Linked DNA regions of Anser cygnoides: region 1 is linked to region 2. The links are chromatin contacts, called in public Hi-C maps. All regions are on one chromosome and are shown on one strand. Each heading gives the region's core, a stretch centred on a gene start, on an enhancer-like site or on the middle of the called end of the contact. The rest is flanking DNA. Distances are from core to core; before and after follow the strand shown. Region 1 holds the start of LOC106034613 (ankyrin repeat domain-containing protein 40-like). Region 2 holds the start of EPN3 (epsin 3).

The links. A called contact is a pair of places that touch in the nucleus more often than the background predicts.
Region 1: a Hi-C map of liver shows a contact between it and region 2, with 20 times the contacts expected there. The contact joins the promoter of LOC106034613 here to the promoter of EPN3 in region 2. A contact is called at or near these places in 2 of 7 Hi-C or Micro-C datasets (both in liver).

What each region holds. Positions count from the first base shown.
Region 1 is chr19:6,639,922-6,643,601 of Taihu_goose_T2T_genome, forward strand. It overlaps LOC106034613 (ankyrin repeat domain-containing protein 40-like), which reads right to left and starts at 1,520. Exons shown (of 5, transcript XM_048064385.2): 1 at 758-1,520; 2 at 19-167. The coding sequence starts at 900.
Region 2 is chr19:6,375,528-6,379,163 of Taihu_goose_T2T_genome, forward strand. EPN3 (epsin 3) reads left to right here and starts at 2,252. Exons shown (of 9, transcript XM_066980256.1): 1 at 2,252-2,489. LOC136786660 (a long non-coding RNA gene) reads right to left here and starts at 3,391. Exons shown (of 3, transcript XR_010825926.1): 1 at 2,983-3,391.

The DNA of each region.
Region 1 (3,680 bases), core at 270-2,769, 260 kb after region 2:
TTAAGATAGGAACAGTACCTCCCAAAATCTTCCGAATGTCTGGTTTCGAAGTTAACTGTGCAGCCAGCTCTCCGGTGGCCGTGAGGATCTGCTTGTCCGCACCGGCAGCCAGCAGACAAGCCACCACCTGGGCATGGTTCCGCTTGCAGGCCCAGTGTAGGCACGTCCTGTGGGGAAGGAAACAGAGGGGTTGTGCTCTCAGATATACCCCAAATCCTCCTCGCCGCCAGTCAACGATTCACCTGGGTTGCACGCAGAACACCTGGGAATAAAATTTCCTTCATTACATCACGTTTTATCTTTGAAGTTAACAATTGTGTTCCAAGTTCTCTAGGGCAAGGCCCATTCCATTGTGAGCCGTGCTGGTGAAGCCTAAGGAGAGGTCCCAGCACAAACAGGTGGTGACAGGTGGAAAGAGGACAGGCTCCCTTCATTACGATCCTCTTTAGCAGTAAACCCCAAAGCCTTCTGAGGTTAGCATTTCTTTTTCAGTAAACCACAAAACTAACGTGCTGCGTCCTCGAAGCAGCGATGACTGGGTGAAGCGACATTAAACTCAGGGTGCCCAGATTTACGTCGGAAACCCTGGGGCCGACGTTGTCCAAAAGCCCTGCCCGAGGCAAGGGCAGCACCGGCCTCCCCACCGCGGGGCCGAGGGCTGCCGAGCCGCGGCCGCCTCCCTCCCCGCCCGGGGAGCCGGGTCCCCCCACAGCCCCCAGCGCCGCCCGCCCGCACCCCGCGCCCCGCCGCCCCTCACCAGCCGTTGACTTCGTTCTGGGAGTTGGGGTCCACGCCGAGCCCCAGCAGCCTCCGCACCTCCTCGGCGTCCCCCAGCGCCGCCGCCTCCCGCAGCCGCTCCTGCAGCTCCCGCTCCTCCAAGGCGCTGCTCATCACCGACATCCCGGGGGCACGGGGCCGGTACACGGATCCCCGGCCCTCGCTGCCCGCCGCGGGGCCCCGGGAGCCCGGCACAAGGCGCGGAGGGGACGGAGGCCCGGGCGGCCTCCTCAGCGCCGCGCCGCCGGGCCCCCAAAGCGCCCCCGGCCCTCCGCCGCCGCGAGCTCCCTCACGGCCGCCGCCATCTTGTGCCCAGGGGCAGCGGGCGGCGGCGGCTGCCCGGGGCCGGGCTCCCGTTGCCTTTCCTCACGGTTCTCGCCCCGCTTGTTCGGCTCGGAAGGGAACGGAGGAACGCAGCGGCCCCGGTGGGGTGGAAACACCGCGCTGCCTGCGCCGGTTCTCCGGCCTTGTGCCTGCCCTGCAGCCATGGGGCTGGGGCTGGGGCTCGGGCTCAGAAGCCCCCGGTGGAGAGCACAGCCCCGCGCTTCCTGTGGGCGCCCCCTGATAATTCCCAGCCCGGGTGCCTCTGGGCACAATTAAATCACTAATTAAATCACTGCAGCGTGGGCTGGGGCATTCGTCAATTTCAGGGTTTCTATTTTGGCATCAGTGTCTGCCACCAATGAGAAATTTGCACTAAGACGATTTTTTTTTTATTCCATTGCCTCTCTTTTTTCAGCACTTATTAGTCACATTATTTTTAACCCACCACTTAATTTAGGACTTGTGTTGCAGACACATTGGACAGCCGTGTTCCTGCTGTGATAGTTGCAACAACACAGAGAGTGTGCCTGCAGCATTTACCACCCAAACTGTTCCCAAGCGCTTATCACCATAAACGAAGCTTCAAAACACAGAAGCAGAGGAGCAATCTTCTTCACTTTAATCAGTTGGGAGAGGCTGAGGCCTGCTGAGTGTACACCTTTCTACTTCTCTACGTGAACACCATTTTGGGGTCCCTCCTCAGCCAAGGCTGTGGGGTACATGAGTGCTCGGCGTCCCTGCAAACAGCCCCCATGAACGCAGCTGGAGTGTGCAGCAGCAAAGGCGACGTTTTTAAATAGCACGACAAAGGTCGCACCGTGACTCAGAGGCATTTGCTTTAAACCAGATCACATGCCTTTGATCTCATGCAACAGACTGCAACAGGCTTAGCAAAAATTTTGCTCGGCTCGTACAGAAAGACACAACCAACTGCATGAACAGTTTGGCTTAGAGAATGGCTTGCAAACAAGACTTATCCTCTTCTGTTAATGTTTAGTGACAACTGCAAATACGGACCTCAGGGACCTGGAGTCCAGCCTTCACCTGGACACTCTTGTCACCTAGATCTTTTTTGTTGTTGTTGTTGTTAAACTCATTTCCTTTTTCAATAAAAGCTGTCTTAAATGATCCCACTTCTCAACCCAGGTCAGCACCCATGATCACATTTGCCTGTCTTTAGCACCCATGGCATGCAGCTGTAAAAATCAAACATAGCACACACAAATGTGAAGAAGTGGCCGATCTTATAGGAAGCAAGAATACTCTCTACCACACCACGACAGCTTTAAGCAATCCCAACTTATTAAACCTGGAAAAAAAATCCAATAGGATAAAGGGGCAAAATAGCCTGTGGGCCTCTTCCAAAGTGGTGCATGACCTCTCTCAGACCAACGGGGAAAATCTATTCAAGCAAAGAGAGCAAGATGAGGCCTAGAAAAATAAACATACACCCTAGGCCACGGGTAAAACTGCTCTGTGCCACTAGGTGTCATAGCGGAACAGCAAGAAGGGCCCGAAGCGTAGCTTTGCACTTCTTGCTACGGTTGTAAAACGCCTTTAAATTTTCCCCAGCACATCCATAGTGTCTCCATACAGCTTTGATCCTGCAGATTTCAAAACTCTGCACAGTGCAAAGGGGCGTTATGCAATGTTGTAACAAGGGAAGGGAAGCCCTGCTCAATGAGCGGATTTATTTAGGGTTATGGGGCTTTTCTTTTTGCTTGAGCTCCTCTCCCAAGGCCACTGCCAGGGCTTTTAAGGACTCGAAGGCGATGCACGGGGACAGGCTCTCTCACGCTCTCTGGGGATGAGTATCCTACTCTCTAGTGTTTGTGCCAAGCCCTGTTAAATGCAGCTCGGGTTCACCACTGCTTAGTTACACAATGTACTTCTCCCTGGAGTCATAAGATTTCCTCTCGCAAGAAAGACTGTGCGGAGAGGATTAGCAGCAAGTGTGCTTGACTCCAGCCGCCATTGCCCGTCCTGTCTGTGCCTTGCGCCCTGGAGCCTCAGCCCAAACTCGCATGCGTTACCCCATTTATTGGCACTAGCATGCACATACCAGAAACAAGAAAAGCCAAGAGCATGCTCTTTCCTTGTTCCTTCCCTCCCCATTACCATATGGCAGTCGTTTTTGTGCCCATGCCTGGCAAGCCCCCATTCACACCTGTACATGTATTTCCGTAGTGTGGGCAGCAGGGCCTGTGCGGGCTGCAGGGTGCTGGCCATCTCCTTTGGATGCTGCTGGGATCTGCACCCTGTGCTGTGCTGCCAGCCCAAAAGCTAGCAGTCAGTGTGCCTCCTAAATGTGCTTCTTAAAGTCCTTGGCCTTCAGCAGAAACGCTGAGCTACTGCTCTGAGCCACAGCAAGAGTGTGCGTGGGGGGCCCAAACAAGTGATATTTGGGTTTTTGTCTGTGATTTAAAGGTGCTCAGCACTCCCTGTGCATTCACCACCCAAGGGGCATCCGTATCCACCAGCCGTGGTTGAAGTCCGTGCAGACTGTGGGCGACAATGGCAACACTGGAACTTGTAAGGCAGCGCCGAGCAGCACTCGTTGTCCCATGCTTTGACATCCT
Region 2 (3,636 bases), core at 1,002-3,501:
CTGTCTTCTAGACAAGAGGCAGTCTGCACGTAACAGAGACAACGTGATTGTCTCAAAGACAGGAATGCTTCCATTTGGTAGTCTCACATTAAAAGATGGCAAAGCCTAGTTGCAAGACCCATGCATTTAGTCCAGCCTATAGAAACCAGGCTCCATGTATAGCTCTGCTCCCAGAAAATCTTGTTAGTAAGAAAACAGGTAAAATAAAATTTCCCTTTAGTTACATACTAAAGGATGGACGGTTGTCATATGCTGTTTTCTCCTTCCCGTTCCAAGGGAGGAGCCTGGAGGCCTGGGGATGGTGGCATAAGATTTTCTGCAAAGAAGAAAAAATCTGCATGCTGGGAATAGTCTATACTTTTTTGTCATAAATACTTTTTTGTATATACTTTTTTACTATATATATACTTATATATACTTATATATACTTATATATATACTTATATACTTATACTTTTTTGTATATATAAAATACTATACTTTTTTATACTTTATGTATAAAATACTATACTTTTTTGCCGTAAAGCCTTGGACAAGAACCTCCTCAGGGACAATATAAAAACAGAGCCCAGGAAGGGCTGGGCTGGGCCAATAAGTGCAATATTCTGCTCCCTGGCTGCTGTATCTTACGCTGAGCCAGCTCCGTTATTATTTTTTACATTGATTGGTGCAAGTTACGTGACTGGAAATGTGGTAAAATTAGAACCAGCTTCCCAAACACACCCTTAGAAACGTGTATCCCTGTTTTACGGTCCTGCTGTGTGCTGAGGTGTGGGTTCTGTCTCTGGAGCCCAAAACCCGGTGAGCAGGTCAGCCCCGCGCACTGAAGGACGTGGGGGTGCTCCAGGCCCCACTGTGCCCGTCCTAGCAAGGAGAGCGCTCCTTCTCCTCCCCCAGACGTGGGCATTATTTGTATTAGTGTTAATAATTCGTGCTGTTTGCTGCGTAACTGAGGTGAGCGACCTCCCTGGCCTTGCGGGCTGCATACCAGAACCAACACGTGACGCAGGGCCTGAAGACACCATCGCTGTTAGGGAGGCTGGGAAGGGGGATTCCAGGAAAAGGCCGTGAGCGGAAGGTGACGGCACGTTTCCAGAAGGTTCTCAGTTGTAGAGGGGGCCTGGGTGAGCAGCCAGCTTGCGCCAGAGCTGAGGGAAATGAGCTTTAGAGCCTCGCTGGTTCACCACTTCCTATAGTGACGGTGTAGACCACCCAAAAACCCCCACGTTTGCACAGTTCTGCTGCTGATTGTAGCAGAGAGGATGAAGAGCGGCAAGCTGCCTTCCTGGGCCCTCTGCCCCAGCTGAAGTGTGGAGAAGAGAGGGCGAGAAATCCCCAGGAGCGGGGCGGTGGGAGGCTTCCCTCGGGGTTGCCCCAGCGGGCCGCTCTCCTGGCTGACCCGACGGAGGGCTGGATGCGCGAAGCGCTCTTCCCACAGGCCGCAGCCGAGAGCGGGACTGGGCGCGTGTTCAGCTTGCTCGGCCTGAGCCTGCCGGGGAAGCCGGGCTGATGAGATCCACAAAGCCCCTGGAAGCCCAGGGCCTCCCTGCTGGCTTCTCCCCGCGACCCAAGGCAGGGCCTGGGGTGAGATGGATCTGCTCCGTGGTGGGGGCAGCAGCAGGGAGGCGCGATCCCCTCCCCAGTGCCTCGGCACCCGGGAGATGCTTTCTATTATGGAAAATGCCAGTGATATTAAAAAAGATTATATATATCCATAATACTTGAAGGCCTGTCACTGATTAAAATGGAAGGCAGAGGCCGGGAGAGTGGGGGTGGCACTGAAGCAATCGAGAGACATGACTTATTTTGTAATGTCATCTGATGCCTCCCTCTCTCCCCGAGCCAGGCTCTGGGAGCTGTTCAGAGCAGGGGAAGAATCTGCTCCAAATTTAGATCCGGGCAAAAATTTTGCCGAACTCAAATTGCAGCGGCGGCCTTGGGTACCAGAGAGGGAGCTGCATTGCTGGGGGGGGGGGGAGGTCAGCATCATTCGGAGGCGCTTCCAAGCCTGGGGATGGCTGGTTCCTGTCTAAAAATAAGGGGGGGGGGAGGGAAAAAAAAAATCAAAAAAATATATATATAAAAAAAAAAAAGCGAGCAGCGCCTGGCAGCCTGCCAGCGAGGGGCAGTGACTGAGCATTTAGAGCATCCCCGCCTCCCGCATGCGGCGGGGCAGGGGCTCGGCGCCGCATCCCCCCCGGGGTTAGCGCACCGGGGGGGTGGGGGGGGGTGGATTCAGGGTCTCGGGGCCGGGGGGGAGACCCACGTTAAGGGGCTGGAGGGGGCCGGGCCGGGGCTCGGTCGGCCCCGAAGGGGTTAAGGCGGGCAGCCGGGACCTGCCCAGCCTGCCCGGCAGCTCGGCGGCGCGCAGCAGGCAGCGGGAGGGCTGCGGCCGCCTCCTGCGCGCTCCCGCCGGTGCCGGCCCCCGTGCACGGTCCCGGTCCCGGTCCCGGCCCCCGTGCGCGGCGGGGCCCCGCCGCTCCGCCGAGGTAAGAGGGAGGAAGGGAGGGAGGAAGGTTCTGGACGGCCCCGAGCATCCGCAGGGGGGTGCGGAGCGCAGGGGGGGGATGCCGGGGGATGCGGCTCCGGGATGGGCCCGAACGGGGCTGGGGGGTACCGGGGGGTACCGGGGGCTGCCGGGGTCCCGCCGCTCACCGGGGGAGGGTCTCGGTCCCCGCCGGTCCCCCGGAGCCGCCGGTGCTGCCCGCCGGGGGGCTCTGCCTCCATTTCGGGCGCTGCTCCCTCCCGGCCCCGCACCTGACCGGGGACCCAGCGAGCCCCCCCGGGTGCCCCCGGCCCCTGCCCCCTCTGCCCGTGCCCCCTCCCGGTGCCCCCGGCCACTCCTGCTCCCCCCTGACCCCGTTCCTGCCCCCCACCCGTGTGTGTCCCCCCCCCCCCCCCATCCCCTCAGCCTCCGCAGTGCCCTGCGCCGGGACGCGGGCGATGGGGACCTGTCCCCAGCCCCCGGTGTCCTTCTCCCACCTGGCAGCCTCCAGCTCAAGGTCACTGCAGTAATTCCATATGAGCTACCGGGCGCTGCCGCCTTATCTCCCGCACAGCTTCTGTTTCACTGCCTTTATATTCCGGGGGGATACCGGGCTGGGTAAAAACCCGCTGCTTCCAACGCCGCTGGCAGCGCTCCAGCCAGGGCCGCGCTCCTCCACCCGCTGTCCCAACCCCTTTTCCCAGCTCTATCCACGCAGACTTCGCGGGAAGCCTGGTGAAATCCATCTGGGACCCGTTCTCCGGCCGGGACGAGCGGTGCCGGAGCCGGTGGCATTGGGCTGGGGCTCTCCCGGGCATGGGGACCCGCTGGGGACAGGAGGGGACAGCCCTCCCCGGAGGCCGATGGACGGGCGCGCCGGTGTTTGCTGGGCCGGTGGCACCTTTGGAAAGCTGACTTTATCTTCCTGAGGGGTGGCGGTGGAAAGCAGAGTGCGGAGCCAAGTCCCGGAGGACTTTGCCGCGCCGCTGCCCTCGTCCCGAAGGCGTTTCCGCGCCAGCGTCGCGGCCGCCCGAGCGAGGCTCTCCTGGTGGGATCCAAAGGCCGCGCCGAGCAGCGGCGTTGCGAAAGGAAATCGATACAGGGAAGCGTCTGGGGAGAGAAACTTGGGCCGCCCGCGAGCGCGGCGGTGC